2 separate regions of the Triticum aestivum genome follow, and region 1 is linked to region 2. The links are chromatin contacts, called in public HiCAR-type maps. All regions are on one chromosome and are shown on one strand. The core of a region is the stretch at or near the end of the contact, and the rest is flanking DNA. Distances in the headings are between cores, read along the strand shown.

Region 1 (6,641 bases), core at 3,829-6,328, 510 kb before region 2:
ATCTATTTATACAAATTAACCTTGACAGCACATGGTAATGATTCAGGTGGTTCTTTAGCTTTGCGTCCTTGGATATAGGAGTTACCACCAGCATCAGGCTGGAATGACAGCGAGAGATTCGGATGATTGTTCAAACAATTTTACACATTCGTAAATATTTGTATTGGATATATGTAAACAACATGTATATATTTGTTCTAAAAAAGTACATCCAATTTAAGTTTCAAATCAGCATCCAATTCACAAATTGTTGACATTGTAAATCTCTAAACATGATTTATGTAATGTTGTTTATGCCCTGCATGAATCTAAATATCGGCACATCCGCAACAATTTCATGCCAGCTATGTGGCTAGATTTCAGTGCAAAAAACAGAACCCTCTCACAATATATGGCACCACCCAATTTATTAGTGCGCAACTTACAAACCAATCAACCCAGACAAAAACACCTTTACAAAAGAGAAAAGTATATATTTGAGAAAAGAAAGACCAAAACGGTATCCCCGGTATGAAACGCAGCGCCAAACACCATGAGATCCAAAACATCTTCCTTTCGCCGTTATCTTGGTAGAGATAATCCAACTTCGCAAATGAAATATCTTCGCCGAAGCGGTTTCTGAGCTCTGCTGTGTTGTATAATTTCCTCCCCAAAAATGTACACCATATACAACTAGCCATCACATTTTCCAGTCTGCAAAGAATGAATTCTGTGGCCCAAACATACCAGCTGGCAGGATCAGCCTAGGGAGCCCGTTCTGTGTTGTGGCTTCTGGGAGCCACTGCTGTCAGGCAAGAACAGGTACCGGAATTTCGAGTCAAACGCGACCACGGTGAAACTGCGTGCCCCGAGAAGCCGCTGCCTCCTCTGAGAGGAATACTCTCGGATGGCTGCTACTTGTTCAGGTGAGAGGTGATGGCAGATCCAGTCCGTGAACAGGGAGTCTTCGACGGCCCCCTTGGCGTAACTCTGCAGTAGCTTTGGGATCAGTAGTTTCCCTCGGTCACTTATGCCGACGGAAGCTTGGATGTAGTCTCTCAATGACTCCAGAAGCTCGTTCCTGACGTTTGCTGCCGTGAAGATTCTTACCTGTATGACAGCAGATCATCACCTCAATAACATGAATATTAGAATATACACACAGAGGGAAAGATAGATTATACTTTATGATTCTTATAATTGGTTATGGCAGTGCACATGTTCAAATATCCTAGATAGTACGTTAAAAGGGAGCAAGGTTTGAACAAACAAGCATTGCATAACAGGCTAGGTTTTCTTCTTTATATAGAATGGAAGAGCAATATACGCGTATTTCCAGGAAATTATGACAGTCTCTTCATGTACTTACAGCTGGTGAAGAGAACATTCCACAACTGAGACCAAACAGCAGAAGGGGCTCAGCTTGATCGATCGAGTACTTCTTGTGCCCCTCAGAAATTTTGAACTTCTGAAGAGCCAACATCAAAGACTACAAACGGGTAGGGAGAACAATAAGAGGTGTTATAACAAAACTAGGGGCAAACAAAATGGATTAAGAAAAGAGTTATACAAGTTGGGGCCGGTGCACTGGAGTCTTCATCTTTAGTATCACATACTCTATTTCAGCTGCACTGAACGACTGGCCACCAACTGTGTAACAGGCCTGCATCACCAACTCACTTTAACCGACTGCCTCACTGAAGAAAGATGGAATGTATTTGTTCAACTGGAAACAGAGACTCGACAAACCTTTTGCATTAGAGAGAAAAGCTTGATGTCATTCCGGGGAACTCCGTATGCTAGGTATGACTGGTAGATGCCAATACAGAATTGTTAGTGCACGAGGCTCAACATGCATGTCATAGAGAGTTGAAAATTAAGGCTTTTTGTAAAGAAAGATTTGGAATGGAAATATAACAGAACTGAGTGATCTTATTTTTCCATTAAATATGGAATATCAAAGTAGATATATAGAATCAGGGAAATGTATAAATTATTTTGAAATACAATCCATGCCTGCAAACCAGCCTTGTAATTAACAACTCGTACTTACATGCATTATCAGCGCATTATACAAGTTAATCCAAAAGGCTAGCCGCTCATCAGAGTTCAAACAATTAGGGTTAACTTTTGATAGCTGCTCCACAAGAAATCTGCAAACCAATGAGAATGATACACGAATTACTAAATATAGTGGTCTAAACGTTCTTATATTTCTTTACAGAGGGAGTAAGAAGTAAAACTTGCTCCAGAATAATGGGCTTATGGGCAGGGATAACACCAATTAGGAAAATTTGTCGCGAAAAAGATGCTTTCATGCATCGAGATTCTTTTATTCCTAAGATTTATGTTATAGATGGATGATCAACCAAAGAAATGGGGATGCAAAAGTTTGTTAGCAAACACATTCAGATATAAGCAGATAACATGCTGACAAGGATACCTTATGGTGCTAAATGATGATAAGCAGCTCGATTTTTAAAGAAAAAAAAAACTTAGTGTGATTGTTTCCAGAAACTAAAGATTACATCGAGTATCCTATTCTTCCCTCAGTTCAGTTATTTGTAGATTTTTCGATTAGGGCACTGCAATTAGAAATGTTGATCCGATGTTAACAGTTCCACATATATGAATTAAAATCCATTGTTCCATAAATAAGTAGTGATATTTGTAAGTACATAAAATGTCTAAAGTAGGATTGTTGTTAACTTTGGCCAAGGTTGTAGCAGCAAACCTGAACTTTTTTAGAGCTTCAGATGCATATTCAAGTTGCTCCTTTCCAACTGACATCCAAGATACTTCAGCTGCTGAACAGTAGTTTCCGATGTCTCTACGGGTTCCCTTTCCATTAACTTTATACGGGTCAAAGTTTCTTGCTTTATTCATCATCTCATCATTGTGATAGGAGTCAACCGAAGAGCTCCGTAGCATTGAGGGTAATATGGATGAATCTGAGAAGGATGCCAGTGTAGAACCAGATAGACGCTCCGCTGAGGAAGATGAACAATCAGAAGATGCCTTCCCAGATATCTTGGAGGATTCAGATAAACGGAGGAAAATGTTTCTCATGCAGCGCACCATCTCCTCTGATAGCTGATTTGGGTAGTTCCAAAGATTTCCTCCTTTCATGCTAGTTAACTTTTGAATGGACTGTTCAAATGATAAATCATCGATCTTTTCATCTTCTTTGCCTTGATTTCCCACCGAGCACGATCCTTGCATCTGCAGAAACAATTAAGCTTCGATATACTAATAATATGTATGAGAAGTACACGAATAGGCTGTTATGCATAAGCATGAAAATGACCTCTTCGTCCCGGTGCTTTTCCAACAGTCCGTTTAAAGAGATATCTTGGTGTTTCTCGAGCAGCCTATTTAGGGAAACCATTTGTCTATCTTCGGACTCTTCTCCAATATCCGGGTCATATTCAAGTTCTGTGAGTAAATCTTGTTGCATTGATCTCATTGACTCGGATCCACCGAACTTCAAATCCCTCAATGATGATATGTGCTGATGAGAAATACAATCAAGAAACCATCAATAACTCTCCTTTATCAGGAATAATGCACCCTTAGATATTGCCAGATAAAAACTTACTTCTTCCCATGTACACGTGCAAGTTGACAGCGAGCGGTCATCTGAGGACGCAGATGGCAAGCCTCCTGGGTTATTTTCGGCAAGTAGCCGTTCATTCCTTTCATGACAAAGCTGGTAATACAGATCATTTAACTCCTTTTCGAGGTTCGAAACGGCACCCTCCAGGGAGGCGATGTTAACTAGTAGCTCCTGTGTCTACATAATGGATGGAAGGTTAAAGCAAGATTAGTGAATGCACATTGACTTTCTAGTAAATGACAATGTAGTATAAATAGCTGCTGCACCTCAGGTGGGATCTTGGCAGAAGAATTCAATGCAGGCGGCGGCGCGTTCTGCGTGACAGCGTCCGCCAACGCCACGTGCAACTCGATCTCTTTCTCGAGCTGCCTCTGCAGTTTCTTAACCTGCATGAATTTTACCGGATAAGAACAAACGCCGTATCCAGGCACCGACATACATTACATACATCGAACCGTCGAAAAACGACATGTAACCATGGAGAAGAAGAGTAATCACACACTTCCTGCTCGAGCTCCGACCGGTAGCTCCGCGCCCTGCCTCTGCGGCTCTCCTCTCTCCTGCCGCTGCGACTGCCCTTGCCATCATCCTACAACAAGAACAAACCAAAGCAATTCAGTCAAGATAATGCTATCAATAAAGTTCAAGAGGATAATGCTATTAATCCATCCAATCTTAGAGATAGAGGTCAAGTGAGCACTAAGCAACAAGATTGCCGGTTGACCGCACAGCCTGTGGTGGTGATTTAATCGGGAGTGGGGGACGGACGAGGCGAGGGGACAGTGTGGGGCAGTTCGTCCATCCGGGACAAGGACGTCGTCCCACCGTACGGCGCCCTCGGCGCGACGGCACCCGCAAAGGGACAGCGATTTGATCTGGGTTGCGGCGTTAGGTGCTAAAATCTCGCCTTTCTCCACCAAGAATCTAGGCTTTTCGCAACCACGCTATGGCTCCTAATAATCCGGACATCTAAATTTAATTTTTAAAAATAGCAGGAGTATGATGATTTCTGTGGGTCGTGACTTCGCAGTGCGGAGCAGGAACTTACCCCGGAGCAGCTGGCCGCCGGCGCCGGCGCGCCGACGTCCCCCGCGGACACGTGCGGCGTGCGCTGCAGAGCGCGGCCTGGCTCGGGGGGCCTCCGTCCGCCGGCCACCTTCTGGATCAGGGAGGCGGAGACCATGTCGGCGGCGGCGGAGGGGAGCGCGTCCTCGGCCCGCGCGCACGGCATGGGCGGCGGGGCTCCGGTCCGCCAGTCCTGGCCCTTTCCTCCCGCGACGCCACCGGCCTGCCGCCACCTGACCAGACCCTACGCGGCAGCGCCGGTCGCGCCGCGGCGAGCCTCCTCGACGGGGTGCATTGCGTCGGCGTGGGGAGGGGCGTTGGGCGTGGGTGGCCGCGCGGCGAGGCCCGAGACGAGAGGGTGGCTTTATGGCGGGCGGGCGTTTGGGCGTGCGCGCGTGGTTGCGGGGCGGGGCGGCGGGCGTGGGAGGGAGGGAAGGAAAGGGTGGACTTTTGGCGGAGTGGGGTGCGAGTGGGAGGGCACTAGTACGAGTACGACTACTACGGGTGGAAAGGTGACGATTTTGACCATGATGGCCCGCGGGCGTGCCGTTGGTTGCCAACTTGCCCCCCTCCGCCGGTCAACTTGTAATGTTGTCAACGCAATTTCCATGGTCATTTTGTAAGTACATACTGTAGTAGTACTATAGTACTTGTATGCTCTGTAAAAGTGAGATGTTTTCACCGTGTTGCCACGTTATTTTGAGTTTTGAATTTTGGATTTTGGATTTTGGATTTGCTTGCTTGCTTCCTGCTGTTTTGGGCGGTCTGATTGCAATGGATGGCATCTTGTGCTGTCTCTTCTGTGTTTGCTTCCTGTGCTGTTTGGAACCATTTGACAAAAACAGTTGCCTCCTGCTATTACTTGGCCCGTAGCAATGATGCTATAACTCGCGTCTTCAAACAGTCCAAAAAGCAACATTTCTTACTACAATTTTACCATTTTCTTGTTATTTATGGGTTTGGATTACCGTATATGTGTTACCAACAAAGTGTTCATTTACAAAAACGATCTGGCTTTACTGATAAAAATGAACTAAAGCACATCAGATCCAAGAAAATAAACCACACGAGAACGACAGAGATCCTTGGCAAAGCTCGTTCAGAGCCGTCAACTCTGGTCCCATCTTTTGCATCTTGACGCTCTTCCAAAACCCACCACGACCAAACCTGCACCAAACCTGGACTAAACACAAAGCTTTTGATGAGCCCGCGCGTGACCAACCTCCACAGCTTTCACCCAAAGGCATCCCCGGCTTTATCCCGATGCTTTGCCCAAAGCAAACATTCATGGTATCTTTTCCACGAGGGCTATGCAAGTTTGCAGGCAGGCATGGCCGTTCATTCACGACGAATAAAAGTGATCGTTTACAACGGTTAAACCGTTCTTCTTCAGGCACGGTTTCAAATTTGAGCCGCATCTAACATATATGATGTCCGCTTTCGGAACTTCAAATCATCTCACGAACGAGCGACACTCCTTCCTCCTGGGTCTCTGTAATCTGAAGATGTTAGTACCGCAAGCTTAGTTTCCACTCCTTTTTGCCAGCCAACTTTGGAAACCCACAAGAAGCTTTCAGCCTCCTGCGACCGTAGGCCGACAGCATGCTTCGGAGAACTTATTCCACAGTATGTACCTCGGGATCATGCCGCGCACTGCAAGGACCCCATCTTGCGCAGATTATCAGCGGCATCGAGCTCAACAGCTGCCGCCTGCATTGCGTCCGACAGACCCTTGTCCCTGTCGGCATGGAAAAAGCGCTGTCGCCTCCGAGCGTCGTACACAATGTCCTGCCAGACGGACCTGTTCTTGGACAGAGTCGCCGCGTTGCCAATCACCCACAAGCAATGCCTGCGGACCAAAAGAAACCACCCAGTTCATTCAAGGCAGTCATAGACTCATAGTAGTATACATATAAGAACACATGACCACAAGGTTACTGATGCTTGGCTTACTTGGCCCTTGTGAGAGCCACGTTGGTAC
Region 2 (6,089 bases), core at 3,380-5,879:
TTTTAGTATATAAATAACATATTTGACCATCGCAGCTGAAAAGCAACAAGGAGTTTGGTGATGGCCTGTATGATTTCCTGGCTTTGGTGAGGACCGACCAAGAAAAGGCTGCATACACATTCTTGGATGATGTGGATTACCTTGTTGAAGACAACGCACTGGACGATCTATGCTTATCACCGGAAATGGATGGGACCCATGGTATGCCCACTTTTGAAGATAATCCTGAACAACAAACTACTGAGAAGGGCAGCTCATGGGAAAATGGCACAACAGAGGGGAATGATTCTGGTAACTGGGGAGGAGGCTCAACAGTGGAGAATAATTCCACTGATTGGGGAGGCTGGGGCACTGGACCTGCAAATGACAACAATATTGTATCCGGAGAACCAGCTGAGCCCGACACTTGGGCTGACCAGGGTGCTAAAAAGGATACAGAAGGAGGCTGGAATAATGCAGCTGCAGCTGCTGACACAGGAGCTGCAAAACCAGCAGAGCAAGACAAGTCATGTTGGAATGCGCCCCCAGCAGTGGAGAATGATTCCTCTGGTTGGGGAGGCTGGGGCACTGGAAACGCAAAGGACAAAAATATTGCATCTGAAGGATCAGCTGAAGTTGATACTTGGGCCGATCAGAGTGGTAAAAGGGATACTGATGGAGGTGGTGCTAGCTGGGACAAAATGAAAGTGAAGGATCACAATATGCAGCAAGACCAATGGGGTCATGTGCCAACCCAGAATGTTGATGCACAGGATGATCCATGGGGGAGTGCGGCAGGTGTGGCTCAACCTTCTACCGCAAAGCATATTGATGCACATAATGATTCCTGGGGGAGCGTGGCAGCGAAAGCTCAAACTTCTACTGCAGAGCATATGGATGCAAAGAATGATTCCTGGGGAAGTGTGGCAGCTAAAACTTCTACTGCAGAGCCTATGGACACGAAGAATGATTCCTGGGGAAGTGTGGCAGCTAAAGCTTCTATCACAGAGCCTATGGACGCAGGGAATGGTTCCTGGGGGAGTGTGGCAGCGAAGGCTCAGACTTCTACTGCACAGCAGGAGTCCTGGGGTAATGTGTCTGCTTCACCATCAGATAATGCGTGGGGTGCTGCTCCAGTTTCCCATGGACCTGATAACTCGGATGCAAAGCAGCCAGATTCTTGGGATGGCTGGGGTTCTGCTGCTCCAGTTTCCCAGGGAGATAATTCAGATGCAAAGCAGCCAGATTCTTGGGATGGCTGGGGTTCTGCTCAAGCCGATGACTCGAGTACTGATAAATGGAAGACCAATGCTTCTGGCAGCAACAAAGGCTGGAAATCAGATGGATGGGAGGCCAAAGAAAACCGGAGGGACCAAAGAGACAATCCAGGCAGGCCTCCAATGAGACCTCCTGTTGAGAGGCCACCAAGGCCACGGTACGAACTGCCAGCTGAGGCGAAAAAGGTTCTACAAGAAATTGAACCCATTGTAACAATGGTCAGAAAGATCTTCCGTGAATCAAGGTAAATTATCTCACAGTTTACTTGTTTGCTCTGTGTGCTTCATGGTATGCCAAACAGTTATTTTGTTTGTACCATCTTATTAAATATATTTCTTTTTACCATTATCTTAAATGTTGCAGTGATGGCATAAGGCTTCCCCTGGAGGACGAAAAGTTTATCATAGAAAAAGTTCTGGAGCACCACCCTGAAAAGGAAAAGAAGGTGTCTGGTGAAATTGATCATATAATGGTATGGATTCTTGTGCTACCTTTTGCCTTGTATATATATTTTTTAGTTAAAACACCTTTAGCTTTATTCTGAAGACGATAAATCCCTGAGTTGTTGTGATGAGCTGCTGCATCTATCTCAAAAGTTGGCCACCTGCTGACTCCACTTGCCTGCTTGCCACAACTTAACGACCACCTGACAGTCTGTTTATAGAACCACTTGCTGATAGCCCTTCTCAATAGCTAGCATTAAGCCATGAGTTTCTGCAGTTGTTGGATCAACAATTCCTTCGTATTTCGTTTCGACAATAAGCAGCCAAGAGTTGTCCTTCAGTGTTCTGAGCTACTGTTCCCGTTCTGGCAGCTCAACCCTGAGATGGAATGTGTTATTGTCTGACGCAACATAATAAAACATGCAAGATCTTAACGGCCTCGTTTGATTTCGCAGGTGAACAAGCACCACGTTTTCCAGGACAGCCGGTGCTTCTACGTGGTGTCATCAGACGGGACCCAAACAGACTTCTCCTACATCAAGTGCATGGACAACTACGTGAGGAAGAACCACGAGGAGCATGCCGAGCTCATCTGCGAGATGCACTTCAAGAAGCGCAACCGCGATCGACCAGCAGCGGTCGACGGAGCCGCGGCGCCAGCCACTGAAGCCGCTCCGTGCGAGGACTTGGAAGCCACTCTGCCAGGCCCGCCGCCAGGAACTCCACCTCCGACAGCGATCACCCAGCAGGAGACTCCAGCTTCTCCGGCTGCGGCTCCAGAAGATGATCTGCCTCTGCCTCCTCCCCCTCCGCTGACCCAGCATGAGGATGGAATGCCAGAAGATGATCTGCCGCTGCCTCCTCCTCCTCCACTGCCCCAGCAGGATGCCGGAGCGCCAGGTTCAGCGCCAGAGGCAGGGGCCGGCGATGACAAGTGGTCAGGGGCCGGTGATGACAAGTGGGCGGGAGGCGCCGATGACAAGTGGGTCTAGTGGTTGCTTAGGGTGTGGAAATGAACTGAACTGAACTGGTTGTACATACATGCTCGTAGCGTCCCGTGCTGAAAACCCTTTCTGCTTGCCCTGACAGACTTTGATGTAGAGGGGTGGTGGCGGTAGCCGTTGTTAGACCTGATGATGGGCTGCGTTTCCTGTCGTATGCGATGCGTCTTCCGGATGAACCCTGTAAGTTCTGGGAGGTCGCCCCGTGTGCTGCCTATGGTAATCGCGACTAGTTTCGATCCTTGTGTGATCTCCTTGGTTTCTGGCTGGTGTGCTGTGTTTGTTTACTTCCTCCGTTTCTGTGGGGCCGTAATATCTGGGGAATGTTTCCTGGAAGCGTTTTCCCCCTGAACCCATGCCAAATATAGTATATGAAGTAAAGTTGCCACATTTCATGGCAAATGAAGTAAATTTGCCATGGCAATTTTGTAAGAATTGCCAAGTTCGCAGGCGAAACTGCCAGAGCACTAACAATGCCGTTCGATCGATCATGATCAGGTGGCAGGAGGCTTTGGAGGTGTTTCCTAGAACCTCCCTCAGGAAACGTTCCGGTGATCTTTTCCCTTTCTTTTTTTGCTTCGCCGCACAAGATTTGCCTTAAATTAAACTTTGTAAAATTTGATCAAATTTATATTAAAACATACCAATATCTACAATACTAAAACTACATGCAAAATTAATTTCATGGTGCATCTAATGATATTGATCTGATCTTGTGAACGTTCATGTTTTTTTAATAATCCTGGTTAAACTTTATAAAGTTTGATTTAAGACACCTTGTATACAGAGTAAAAAGAAACGGGAAATATTGTCCGTTAATGCTTGCAAATGAGATTTTGTGTTACACCTGGGTCAGCAGAACGTTTTCTCTCGGAAATTAGTTAAGCAGTGTGTGTCTTGTACTCCCTCCTTCCCTGAATAGATAGAGTATAGTTCTGTAAAAAGTCAAGTATTTCTAAGTTTGATCATGCATATAGAAGAAACTATCAACAACTTCAAATTAAATTAATACGTTATGAAAATATATGTGATAGTGTATATATTAATATTGATTTAGAATTGTTTATCTTCATATTTTTGTATATATGCTTGGTCAAACTTAAAAAACATTGATTTTTGACCCAGTTTATACACCAATTAAAGAATGGAGACGGATTCCATCATGCAGATCAACATATGCCCCCCCTCCCCCCCCCCCCGCGCCGGAATTTCAGCTGTGGGTGGGGGCCCATTCTTTGATTTTTTCCATAACCAGCCACCTCGTCCCGTATTTTTTTTTTCATAACTCCCGTGGATGTAGCATCTTCTCACATAGTGCAATAACCCCAATGACGATGATGGGCATATGTCTTTGAGGTGTTAAAACTGCTTGGAGGGACACTCGGAATCATGTTACGCGCGTGCACCACAAATTGCCAAGGAGCATAACATGATGTTCAAGGGCACCTGGATCACATTACACGTGTTTCCATGTTCGTTTTCGCTTTCACTAAGAAATGCAAAACAAATGTGGCTCGCTTTCCGATTTGTGCATCCTATTTGTATTTGTCCCATCGTATAAATACGTACCACTTTTATGATGTTAAATTAAACAAAAATTATTCGATACCGTCAGACGCGTCACTACATGACTTTTATTGTTTCAAAGGAAGGCGGCACTCAACAAGGTGTCTATAACGAAAACTCCGCATCTCAAGTTTTTAGTGGGTCTACGACTCTGTGTGAGTGTGTGATTCTACATTCTAGTTGGAATTTTGAAATATTCAAATTCAGTTTTGTGTTTCCCACTGAACTATTTTTTTTTGACAGCAGTGTTTTACACTGAACTAGCCTTTGTACAGACACTCGTTATGTCAAAAAAAAAAAAGAACTTGTAATGATCTCGTCAAGCCTTCCGATCCCGATCCGACGTCCGAGAAAGCCCGACCCCGCGCGACCCAGACAAAAGAGTCGGTCTCGCCTCCTCACACCCCACTCGACAGGCTCCACACCGGACCAGCTCGCCGCCACCACCGTCCGCCGCGTCCCCCGCCGCGATCAACCGCCACTCCCTCCTCGCCTCTCGCCGGCGGCCTCCCAGACACCACCATGCAGGCCCGCGTCGTCGTCTTCCCCATCAGGGGCCGCGCCTGGTGCTTCGCCCGCCCGCGCCCCGTCCTCCCCGCCACCTCCGCCTCCGCCTCCGCCGCGGGCAGCGGCGCTCTTCCGCCGCCGCCCACCCTCAAGGACCTCTGGCTCGGGATCTCCGCCGGCGGCCGCACGGCGCCCGAGAATGCCGAGGCCGTGGCCGACTTCGTCGCGGACAAGGTGCTCGACGGAATGCCCCCCACCCTCTCCCCCCTCCTCCGCCCGCCGCATTCATCCTTTACTTATGCGTTTCTCCTAGCCTGTGCCTGCGGTATGCGGTCTTAGGTGGGCGTGAATGAACCATATGATCTCTGCAGCTCCAGTCGAATGTTTTTGGTCCACTTTATGTGGCCGCAGCAAAACCAGCTGATGTTTTCGTTGATCCGATGATGCTAAGCCGTTCTGGATCTCGCCGTGGCTACGTTTCTATTAATTCGTAGAATTTCGTTTTCCAATGTTTAGTTAACATGCATTGATATGTACTGACGTTTTCAGTTGAAATCATTCCCTCCTTGCTACGGCAGAATCTGTTGCGAACTCTGAACCTTGTTGGGAAATGCCATCCTCCACAGATTAATTTCTAGTTTTCTACTGTCTGTTCATGCTTGTAAGTGTGTGATATACTTGGGCCTCCACAGGCCCTTTCTTCAGCAGGGAAATGCATTATGCGTGAGGTTTATTTTGTCTAAGGGTGAAAATGGTACAGAAACAGAGTCTTTCAGAGGCCAAAAAATAAAATTATGAAGACATAAATGGGATGACGACTTCCGGTTGAAACACAAATGGAAGTGAAATTTCTGGATTTACACGTGAAATTTCTGTCCTTATGCATGTATGCCGTCCTCATAGACAGCACATAGTCTGTCTGTTTCCATGTCGTTTCCACCCTACTTGTATTCCTCCATAATAAGATCCATTGCACTAAAGCATGTGCCACTGTAACATGTTTAACCGAGCAAAAGTTACTCGCTAGGGAGAACCAACTATTGATTGAGTAACTAGCATATGTTGTTCGGGTGTGCAGATGAACAGGGCGTGGATTGGTTTCGGCAGCGCGCCGGAGGGATCAGTAAAGAGGCGGATCCACAGGTCGGGCGTTTAAGATTTGGCGTGTGTTGTGTGGAAGGGCGTGGCAAGATCGATCAGACGCTGAGCTTTGTTGTGGTGCAGCTTTGGGTTAAAGCTGCTTTCGCGGGTGCGGCCGTCGGAGACTCTGTTGAAGTCACTGACCAAGGATGTCTCCATGCTTGAAATCGTCCAC

The links. HiCAR-type assays count read pairs that join an accessible place to other places.
Region 1: a contact with region 2 is called in a HiCAR-type map of leaf, with 8 times the contacts expected there. The contact joins the promoter of LOC123136341 here to the promoter of LOC123136336 in region 2. A contact is called at or near these places in 2 of 5 Hi-C or Micro-C datasets (leaf and root) and 1 of 1 datasets of contacts at active chromatin or transcription factors (leaf).

What each region holds. Positions count from the first base shown.
Region 1 is chr6B:162,327,905-162,334,545 of IWGSC CS RefSeq v2.1, reverse strand. It overlaps LOC123136341, which reads right to left and starts at 5,078. Exons shown (of 11, transcript XM_044555712.1): 1 at 4,644-5,078; 2 at 4,098-4,184; 3 at 3,862-3,981; 4 at 3,578-3,772; 5 at 3,287-3,490; 6 at 2,714-3,201; 7 at 2,033-2,132; 8 at 1,729-1,788; 9 at 1,550-1,642; 10 at 1,349-1,468; 11 at 370-1,089. The coding sequence starts at 4,826. The coding sequence ends at 739. LOC123136339 reads right to left here. Exons shown (of 9, transcript XM_044555711.1): 8 at 6,614-6,641; 9 at 5,556-6,509. The coding sequence ends at 6,302.
Region 2 is chr6B:161,818,472-161,824,560 of IWGSC CS RefSeq v2.1, reverse strand. It overlaps LOC123136336, which reads left to right and starts at 4,629. Exons shown (of 8, transcript XM_044555703.1): 1 at 4,629-5,008; 2 at 5,853-5,917; 3 at 5,999-6,089. The coding sequence starts at 4,790. It overlaps LOC123136337 (DNA-directed RNA polymerase V subunit 1), which reads left to right. Exons shown (of 19, transcript XM_044555704.1): 17 at 36-1,501; 18 at 1,621-1,729; 19 at 2,156-2,947. The coding sequence ends at 2,692.